Linked DNA regions of Mus musculus: all the other regions are linked to region 3. The links are chromatin contacts, called in public HiCAR-type maps. All regions are on one chromosome and are shown on one strand. The core of a region is the stretch at or near the end of the contact, and the rest is flanking DNA. Distances in the headings are between cores, read along the strand shown.

Evidence for each region. HiCAR-type assays count read pairs that join an accessible place to other places.
Region 1: a HiCAR-type map of astrocytes shows a contact between it and region 3, with 5 times the contacts expected there. The contact joins the promoter of Fmr1os here to the promoter of Ids in region 3. A contact is called at or near these places in 4 of 39 promoter capture datasets (cranial neural crest, frontonasal cranial neural crest, maxillary cranial neural crest and 1 more), 1 of 484 Hi-C or Micro-C datasets (CD4 T cells), 2 of 115 datasets of contacts at active chromatin or transcription factors (astrocytes and large pre-B cells) and 1 of 9 other capture datasets (adipose tissue).
Region 2: a contact with region 3 is called in a HiCAR-type map of astrocytes, with 8 times the contacts expected there. The contact joins the promoter of Aff2 here to the promoter of Ids in region 3. A contact is called at or near these places in 1 of 39 promoter capture datasets (cranial neural crest), 3 of 115 datasets of contacts at active chromatin or transcription factors (astrocytes, embryonic forebrain and stem cell-derived neural progenitor cells) and 2 of 9 other capture datasets (embryonic stem cells and liver).

The regions. Positions count from the first base shown.
Region 1 is chrX:68,676,815-68,680,564 of GRCm38.p6, reverse strand. It overlaps Fmr1os (FMRP translational regulator 1, opposite strand), which reads left to right and starts at 2,166. Exons shown (of 4, transcript NR_033481.1): 1 at 2,166-2,385; 2 at 3,440-3,551. It overlaps Fmr1 (FMRP translational regulator 1), which reads right to left and starts at 2,024. Exons shown (of 17, transcript NM_008031.3): 1 at 1,698-2,024. The coding sequence starts at 1,748.
Region 2 is chrX:69,358,741-69,362,032 of GRCm38.p6, reverse strand. It overlaps Aff2 (AF4/FMR2 family, member 2), which reads right to left and starts at 1,702. Exons shown (of 20, transcript NM_008032.3): 1 at 1,195-1,702. The coding sequence starts at 1,241.
Region 3 is chrX:70,363,742-70,367,037 of GRCm38.p6, reverse strand. Ids (iduronate 2-sulfatase) reads left to right here and starts at 1,953. Exons shown (of 9, transcript NM_010498.3): 1 at 1,953-2,243; 2 at 3,100-3,236. The coding sequence starts at 2,135.

The sequences.
Region 1 (3,750 bases), core at 917-3,416, 1.7 Mb after region 3:
GGTACTTGCCCTCAATGGCAAGCCAACTTCATTAAAAGCCACTAACAGCGGACTCAAATCTAAGCTGTTATTAGAGATGAACAAAAATACTACTTAACTATTATCCCTTGCTCATCTGTGTCTCAGTGCCCCAACTCTAGCAACTAAAACTGTCATTCTAGAACCTAGAAACCTTCTAATGCAAACTAACCAAAACTAACCGGAACATTTTTTTTATTACAGCAAATTGAAAAATAACTGCACTGGTAAAATTAGTAACATAAATGTTGTGTTCTTTCTGTCTCCTATATTACAACAAAAGGGTATTTTTAGTATAAATTAGTATTTTACAAATTTCCTTGATTCGAGAATTTTATCTTCCACTAAATGTCTCCATAAACTTGGCAAAAGCATAATTTACTAAAGTCACTTTCCCGAGTTTAGCTTAGTATGTCCCACTTGAAATGTCCAAGTTATTCTATAATAAACTTAAAACTATTGGACAATGGCAAAAGCTATTTTCCATGCTTCCTTCCACGTGCACCTTCTGTTACTAAAATATTCTAGTGAGGTGGGGCCTTAGAGAGCTTATAAACATTCACAAAAGGAGAATTTATAATATTGCTAGATCTACATTTATGCAGTATCAAAAAAAAATCACACAATACTTAAGTTTAAAGTTCCTTGAAAAATATACGATGTTACTTGATATTCAATGGTATAAAAAAACTCTCAGTAGTTCCATGAATGCCCATTTAAAACCTCAAATATAGCTCACTGTAACACCGCAAAACTCAAAGCGAATATACTCAAGTTTATGCACTTCAGCGCACAGAACAAACATTCCAAACCGTCCTGGTAAAAATTCAGTAGCAATCGTACAGTCCCCGTTAATTTCCTGAAGTTCTGTGGCACAAATTCGGGTCCTCGAGAACTTAAACACAAAGGGAAATTTAAAATAAGCAGACTTGGTAATATTTTTAGAAGCCGCGACATGCTTATCCCTGAATTGCTCCCAGTTAGAAAGAGCCTCGGAGGCCGTGGATATACCGGCTCTGGCTAGCGTTTGAAACCGCTCTCTCAGATGTCATGGTCTTTCCGAAACTTTTAGATCTAAAACCCTCCTTGGAAATTCACAAAGAGGCCACTCAAGAGCAGTTGCCATTGTGATTCCGAGCTGCCGCCCGCTTCTTACTACTCCCTGCACACCCCTCGCCCAGAACCGGGGAGCTCTCCAAAGTCTGGACTGTGGGCCGAACGCGGAGCCCAAACCTCCTAACGGCCGCCCAAGCCTCGTAACGGCCGTTCGTCCAGCAGGGCTGGCGGCGGCCGGGCTGAAGCGCCCCCGGTTCCCGCACGGCTCCCCGCGTGTCAGGCCCCGAACCCACTGGGAGAGGATTATTTGGGAAAGCTGGACTAAGCCGCTGCCGCCACTTCCCGCGGCACCGGCCCCATGGCCGATCGGATCCCCTGTCCTCGCATTCCCGCTTCGCTGACAAACTCGGCCGCTCAACCGCCCTCGGCAACCCGCGCGTTCCGCCAGGCGCCGGGGCCTCAGGCGGGAGTCGGAACGCTGAGGCGGGCTCTAGGCCCCGACTCCGCCGCTCCCTCACATCCCACAGCCCGCCGCTCCCGCCGCGCCCGAGGGGCCCGCCCGCCACCCTGGACACGAGGGAGGGAGGGAGGCCGAGGACCGGGCCTGTCCGGTAGCCGGTTACCTTGTAGAAAGCGCCATTGGAGCCCCGCACTTCCACCACCAGCTCCTCCATCTTCTCGTCCGTCCTCGCGCCGGGAGCCCGCCTCCGGGAGGTGGGCTGCAGGCGCTTGAGGCCCAGCCGCCGTCGCCGCCGCCGCCGCCGCCGCGTTACCGCACGCCCCCCGGCAGCGGCGCCGCCGTCACTGCCACCGCCCGCGCTCGCCGTCCGTTTGCTTCACTGCCCGCCCTCTCAGGCGCGGCCCCTCACCGGAAGTGAAACCGAAACGCTCCCCAGCGCCTGACTGACTGAGGCCAAGGGCTCCGCTGCGCCTCCTGTAAACAGTCAAACGATGTCACGTGACCCGCGCAGCCCCTCCCCTTTGGCCCCGCCCTCTCCGCTCCGCCCTTGCCTCCTCTCGGGCAGTGGAGCACGCGCATGCGCCCTCCTGGGTACCTGCCTCAGGGTATCAGGGCGCACCCTTTGGCGCGCGCACTTGGTGAAAGGCGGGAAAGCGTAAAGGGCAGTACTAAGTCTGGCTGCCTGTGCCCGCCGCGGGGACTAGAGGCCTCTTCCGTACAGGAGGAAGCGAGGACATGGGAAAAGGCCTCCAGTTGTCGAAAATGGGGCCCGACCAGAAGTGGAGGGGCATTGGGTAGATTTTTCACGGCACTGGCGTGGGACCTGTTTGAACTGCAAGTCGCGGCGGGAGGGAAGTAAAAAAAAAGTGATAAATTCCATTGGAGAACACTTTGATCTAGGAACAGTGATAACTACATTGACCCTGACTTCTGGGACTCTTATGGCTAGGATGCAAAATAAATCGCTCTACTACCTAGTGATTTGGGGAAGTATTGTGGGAACTTTGAGTACTTTTTAAGGGCCAATAGGGTGTGCCAGAACTTCAGGAAATGTTATCCCTTTCTCAGACAGTCCCCCTCACACTTTCCGTTCATAGTTTTACTTGGAATTCGTAATAAAAAGAGCTGACAGAGAGAGTTGAACACTTGTTAATTCCTTTTTACTCGACTTCTGCCTCTTCTACATGCCCCCTGTACCAGAGGGAGGGCATCAGTAAAGCAGTCATGGGATCTGTCTATGTGCATCATTGGGTCCTTTCCATGCAGCTCTCTGCCTTTGCCTTCTACAGCAGAACCAAAATCACCTCCCCACCCCTTTGGCCTCTGTATTGGGCTTATATCCAGCCTGACCCATGCTCCTTTAATCCAGAAGGCTTGCATCCAACTGAGAAGTTCATTGAATGCCTACCATGTGCCAAGCACTGTCCTAAGTACTAGTGAGTCCTTGGTGAGGTAGCAACAAAAAGACTGTCACTATTGAAATTGGAACCTACAGGAGTAGATGTGCAAAATTCAACTTCTCAAAACCGTAAGTGTGGAGCTGGAGAGGTGGCTCAAGGGGGTAAAACATTTGCTATGCGAGCATGAAATCCTGAATTTTCTAATTCCTAGAATCTATAGAAAGCTGGGCCTAAGTGCCTAAATAAGCACTCCCACAAAGTTGATTCCCCAGAAGTTCACAGGTCAGTGTGCCTTATCTAGTTTCGAACAACAAAAAGAGAGACTCTGGGTAGAAGGCAAGGACTGCATTAGAAGTTGTACTGTGACCCCCACACATGTTTTGTGGCATATGTGTGGCCATACTCACACACATGGATGCTACACACACATACACGCATGAAGAAGATATAAATATGGAGTCACAACTGTGATGTGGTCTATAAAGTGTGGTTATATCTTTTACAGTTGGAAATGAGCCTGTCTGTGGTGTGAGATAAGTGAGCCCGGAAGCAAGATGATTCCAACTGGAATGTGACAAGAAAGACTTATTTGGAAGTGTGCACTTGAAAGAGCAAGGGTGAGTTGTCCTAAGCAGATGGTAGAGGGCTAGGATGTGAGGCTTCCAGTTCCCAGCCTGCCTCAGCCGGAACAATATTAATGTTGTTGCAACTCCAGCTTTAAAGCAGTGGATCAAGGGCCACATTCCTTGAGGCTATGGTAAACAGAAATGACCCATTGAACTAGGATCTTTGGAGTAGCCACAATATATTAAGAAT
Region 2 (3,292 bases), core at 453-2,952, 1.0 Mb after region 3:
TTTTTAAAGAAGGAAATTGCCTAAAACATGACATTGACAATGGAAATCCCTGCAAAAAAAGGCACAGCATTCATGGCCAGTAGCTAGTAGTCTGAACATTGCAAAAGATTTCAAACTGTTGGTGGGCACTACAGATTATCCTCACTACATTTAAAGGGCAAGAGTGCCACTTGAAGTCTCTGCTCCTGTGGCTGCCTCCTTCCTCATCTAAACACTTGGGCATGGGCGGGGGGACTGGTACATTAAAATATTGTGACTTATAAAGAACGATAATGTTTATAGTAAATGGTGAAGTTTTTCTAAAGTTAATAGATCTGAGGAGCACTATGCATGTGCGCCTGTACATCAACACAGAGAGAAAGAACTTTCTGCTCCCCCACCCCCACCACAGTCACCTTTGCACCATGTTTCAGGATCTCTCCGCAACTTTACGGTATTTTGTTTAAAGCAGGCTAAACCTGGGGATTCTAGCTGTGTGTCCAATACACAAACCTAAGGCTGCCTCCCACTGGGAAGCCAATGGGGGTTCAGAGGCTAATTAAATGTTCATTGACTTCGGAGCTGAAGACTTTAGGGGCCAACTTCAAACACCCTTCCACTTGAAAGTCAAGCGCTAAAGGCAACTGGACTGGAGGTCCCTAGTGCAGTGGCCCCTGAAGACGCTGCTCTGAGAAGAGGAACTTAGGCTGGATAGGCATTAGGTTTTGGACCCATGCCTTTCTGGGTGGGGATTGAGGTGGCAACAGCGTGGGCGGTGGCCGCTGAGCAAGCTGAGGGTGGCCTCTGGGTACCTGGCTGTCGCTTTTTCTCCCGCCACTGGCTGCAGGCACTGGCAACTGGAAAGTTAAAGCATTTAAGACTGGATCCTACCCAATCAGCCACTGGTGAGAAAAGACCCCAGGAGGTTGTTGTGCGGGTGGGTGGCACTGAAGCTGCTATGGGCCGGCTGCAACTCTTTAGACTTGGAGTGCAAAGGGATGCTCTTGCCCACATCTTTCCCTGTCCCCGCACCTCCCCCATCCCAGCACCCGACCAAGGAGTCACTGAAGCCAAAGCTAGAGGTGTCTGGGAGCAAGTGGGAGAGTGTCCGGGGCGCCCCCCACAACAGCTCTGGCTCCTCTTAACAAAGGCGAAAAGCCCAGACCAGACCGGGGATCCCGCTCATCAAAAGAGAAGGGGAATTTTAACACCTACCACTGCTGCTCCAAGTCCCAATCCCTGAAAAAGTCGAATAGATCCATAGCGGCGGGGCGGCGGCGGCTGGCGGCCGTCTGTCCCTGCTCGCTGCGTGTCGGCGCGGCTCTGAGCTGCGCGGCTCTCTGGCTGCGGTCGGCGGCGCGGCTCTCTGGCCCTCCTACCCGGTTAAAAGTGCTGGGGCCGCATCAGCGGCAGCGGCGGGCGCCCGGGGTACCTAGTCCTGCGCTCCGGAGCAGTGGCGGCAGCGGAAGCGATGGCACCGGGCAGGCAAGAGCCTGACCTCCCGCTCTGGTCCACTCGCTCCGCGGCTGCCCGCTTGCCCAGCGCGTCCGGGCTGCGGTGGCGGCCGCTTAGAGCTGGGGTCGCCTGGGCCGCCCGCCTGGCAGGCTGCTGGCGGGTGGCGACGGCAGAGGCGGGGGCGAGCGAGGCAGTGGCAGTGGCGCGGCGCGGCAGCCGGGGCGGCAGCAGCGGCGGCGGCGGCTGCACAGGCGGCGGCGGCCGAGACAGCATCACACACTTACACACTCACAGGGGGCGGAGCCTGGACAGCTCGAAGCCGCGACATGGAGCAGACACGTTATCATCCTTGGATCTGGCAGGGGCTAGCCCCGCCCGCCCTTGCTCCTGGATGCCCCCCACCCCCTGTCAAAATCAGCTGATGGGGGCAGTTGCAGAGCTGAAGACTCAGACCTAGCCCAGGACCCAGAGGAGGTCCTGGGACCCAGACAGGGGAACACAGAAGGTGGTCTCACTGTACCAGAGTGTAGACTAGCAGAATGGGACACCCTCACCCCAACCTACCACTGGGATGTAGTATTTGCCATCAGAAAAGAGTGCACAAACTGCTGCAAGGAAGGGCTAGCGCCCTGCTGCCATTGCCTGTAGTCCCTGCCCAGACATTCTTTTCAGACCACTGGATCAAACTTTTGCGTCCCCAGCATCCCTCTGGGCTGCATCACGGGGCATGTGTGTTCAGGGAGGACAGGGCGGTCACCTTCACCATTTCTGCGGTGCTGCGCATCCCAGCCGAGTTCACGCTGCAATATCCTCTTAGGCTGAAGTAGTACTGGTCCCTCAGTAGGTCAGCAAGCTCTGGGCCCTGGATTTAGTAAGCTGCAATGGGAGGGATAAAGGGCGTCCCCTTGAGTGGTCCTTGGGATAAGTGGTTATAGTACTAGTTTCTTCCAACCTTAAGCTTTGGGCAAAAACCTCCTGCATTTTCCTTCTCTGAGAAACAGGAAAACCGCTGGGTGTGTGCCCACTATCCCACGCACCAGCTGCTTTTCTCCCTTCTGGCTTGAGAACAGTCTCTCTGCACGTGGAGGGCTTAACCACACCCCTCTCCTCCTTCCAGCTTGTCCTTCTAGTCCAGGAAAGGATGAATCCATTCCTTTAGCGAGTTCCTCAAAGGAAAAGTTTCCTCATCTACTCAAGAGAAAAAGGATATACAGGATTATAAAGGCTTGTTCAATTTGGAGTCCCAGACATCTGAATTACTTTCCTACTGTCCTTACCGGGAAGGTACAGTATTGGCACTGTGCTGAAATCCTAGGGCCAGAAGTGAGCAGAGCGGTAGACAACATTGACAAAACCTCCTAGCCTCAGTTTTCCCATCTGTACAACTAAAGTATTACCCTAGTGGCCATCAGGCTTATCCTGATCTCTTTCCTTTTCCTATTTGAATATTTGTTTTTAATCACCTCACACACTCAAAACCATCTAGATAGCCTTGCTTTTTGATCTTGACGAACTAGGAGTCCCCACTAGGTCATTTGCTCAAGATCTAACATCTCTCCTGGAGGGGAGGGAAAAAAAAAGTCAGATTGCAACCTTAAACGAGAGAAGCTGTACACCATATAACAGAAAGAACCACAGCTCTATCTTTGGATTGCTTACACCCAGGGCTTATTTATTTATTTATTTATTTAGGTAAGGGGAAGAAAGCACATTGTTGACATGGAGAAGTAAAGCTCCAAGATGCTACAATTTCTGTATTCGGTGGGACTTTACCCAATGTGTATTTTGCACGAACCCAAGTCTTCTACAGATACTAGTGAACTGACAGAAAATCAACCAATGGACAGCCAAAGGGAGA
Region 3 (3,296 bases), core at 704-3,203:
TCCTCAGTGTTAGGGTTACAGGTATGATTGGCAAACTTGTACAGATTTTACTTAGTTTTTGAGAAATGAGTCAGTCACAAATGATTTAACATTCTAGAAATTTGTTTAATATTTTGAATAAATTTTATATAGAAAGAATTGGCCTATTTTCTCTGGATGTGCCTATTGTATGCCAAATTGGGACTGAGCCACAGAGAAGTATCACCTTTTTTTTTATTTTAGAGTTATTGCAGGAGTCAGAAGAGGGTTTCAGATTCCCTGGAACTGGAGTTATGTATGAATGTGACTCATAACAGTCTGTCCCAGTCCTCTTCAGGAACAACAAGAACTCTTAACCACTGTGCCATTTCTCTAGCTGACAGAAGCCTAATTTTATGATGGTTTCAGCTAAAGGTTTTAGATTTTAGTGAAGTTACATGATTTCCTTTAAAATGTTCAATGAAATAAAATCTGAGTGTAGATCATGGAGGGCAGTTCATATTTTTATCTGTTGTACTTAGAAAATATCGGCTCTGACTTTTCAATAGTAGTAATCATTCAAGGCTAGAGAGTCTACAACCAAGAAGGCCACTTTGTTTTCCTTAAACTGGACTATGTACCATCCCTTAAACTTGAGGTTCATTCATTTTGTGGTCACCATTGCCATCTACTCTGTGTTTTGGCCTCCAAATCTCTCTAGTTGTAATGGAAGTTGAGCCTCAGCTATGTTTCTGTTTGGATTTGAACCATGGCCATAATTTGTGGAAAACACTGAGGGTGTCTTTCATTGTCTTATTCCCTATGTTTCTATCTACCCTAAGCCTGGATGTGAGGGTGCTCAGAGACCTTGTTTATGAACTTGAAAAGAGTCTGCTAAAGAACTATAAACACTGTGTGTCTACCCCCTGAAGAGGTATGCCCCCCATGGACAGCCACACTGTCCCACATTTTCTAGATTAATGCCTTTGTTTAAGAAATTTAGGCTTTCATAATTTTCAGTTTTGAACAGTAATGAGGATATTAGTAGCATGTAGCATGTAGTATTGATATGAGAAGAAACTATTGCCTTTAGTTTAACATGTTGCCTAGAAGATGCCACAATATCAATATTTTTGCAATAACAAATACAAAACTTTCATCAGTGTGCTTGACATTGTGCTAGATTTTTAATGGGTGGGGGATTAGGCGTGACTCATCAATAGAGGATCTAGTTTTTCAAAGCTCCATTTGGTAGAAAGAAGACATATCCTTCTTGGTCTTCAGTCAAAAATGAGCAGTAGGTAATTGTTGCCACAGGAGTCTGACTCCCACTCACTGTGCCCATCTCTTCTCTTCTCTCCAGAATTTTCTTCCTGGCTGGCTCCAGCCACCATCACTGTCTACTACCTGCTGCGTAATTGCTGTTCTCTCTTTTTACAGACGTCAGGTGGATTGCTTCTTCCCTTCTAATATTTGTTCAACAATCACTTCACCAGTGAGGTAAAGTGATAGTGACTAAACTACCTCAATAGAAAATAATCAGACCCTTCCCCTCAGATTTATTTTGTCCAGGCACATTCTCTGAGTTTATTTTAAGCTCAATCAGAACAGGCACTGAGAACTCCAGTACTGTCAACAATGTCCGGTATACATGCATGTATGTGTGAGAGGGCACACACAAGTTGTGGTTGTGTGTGTGTGCATGCGCGTGCATGCAGTGTTTTAATAAGGATTTGTTGAGCCAATAAAGAGGAAAAGAGATCCTTTTAGGAATAAAATGGAAGTTTGCAAAGGGCTTCTTTGGAGAATGGGCTGGAAAGAAATCAAGCCCCTAGTTATCACTGCCTACTGTAAAATGTACGCAGGGAAAGCCACAGCAGCACTGTTTCCGGTTAAGGTTCTGCCCACCTTGACTGATCGTGCTCAGACGTCCGGCGCCATCAGGCTCCACCCCCGACAGGGAGGGGACAGAAGAGAGTTGCGCAAGCGCATTCGTGCTCGGGCCAGCGCCCGGGCCTTTGGGCCCGAGGCAGAGGTGTCGCGCAGTTTTCTCAGAGACTTTGGTGGTGACAGCGGCTGCAGCGGCGGCGGCGGCGGCGGCGGCGGCGGCCACTGCTACGTAATGGTCCCGCTGTAGCCTCACGCCACCTTCTTGCAAGACTGCGCCGAGGCAGAAATGTCGCCGCCGCCGCCGCCGCCTATCTGGCGGCAGCTTAGCTTCAGCTTGTTGCTAGGCTCCTTCTGCATCGCCCTGGAGTCCGCAGCGCAAGGCAACTCTGCTACAGGTGCCAATTCCTTGCTCCCTGCCTTATTCAACCTTGTCTCTGTTCCTGCTAATGTTTATTCTTCCACACATCCTATCTTCGTTTTTCATTCTTCCTTCATCATTTTCACCCACATTTCACCCCTCCCTACTCAATATCCATCTTTGCTTCCTTTCGTCGATTCTGCCCGCATTCATCTTTCTTTTTAGCCCCCGCATTCATCTTTCATCCATCCATTCCTCCTTCCTACCCCTCCTCTTCCTTTCCATCCCTTCATGTTTTTTCTTCTCTTTTTAAAAATTAATTTTGAGGATTTCATAAATGCATTTTATAACATCCCCACTGCTCCCCCTAACTCTACTCAGATGCACCCTATTCCCAAGCTCATTTACCCCCCCCCCATGATTTTATAACCCAGAGTCCAGTTTGTGCTGCCCATATGCACATGGGTGTGGAGCCATCCACTGGTGCAAATTACATCTCGCCAACAGTTCTTTCCTCTCCATCTGTCCATTTTCCTTTCTTTACCCTTCCTTCTACTCCTCCTTTCCTTTCTGCTACTGTCTTCTATCCACCCTTTTATTTTACCATCCTTCCATCTTTCCATCTGACTTCTATTCCTTCCTTCTTTGATCCCCCCTCCCATCTTTGTCTCTGTCTTTGTCTCCTTCTTCTTCACCTAGATGTGGAGACATGATTGAAACATAAGACCCTCACCTTGGATAGGGCTTTTGTGTACTCCAACCCCGCCCTTGCTGGAGCAGAGCCCTGGTCGCCCCTTTTCTGGGTGGACTGCCTTTATCCTTTCATTACCCTAGGGAGGGGGATTTTAGTGTCATTGCATATGGTATAACCAAAGCCCCTCTCTCCTGTGCAGATGCTCTGAACATCCTTCTGATCATTGTGGATGATCTCCGCCCCTCCCTGGGCTGTTATGGAGACAAGCTAGTGAGGTCCCCGAACATTGACCAGCTGGCATCCCATAGCGTTCTCTTTCAGAATGCCTTTGCTCAGGTATGTCCAAGGACCTTTAGGTATGGATATATGCCTCTTTGTGTATAGACAGTAGGGAGA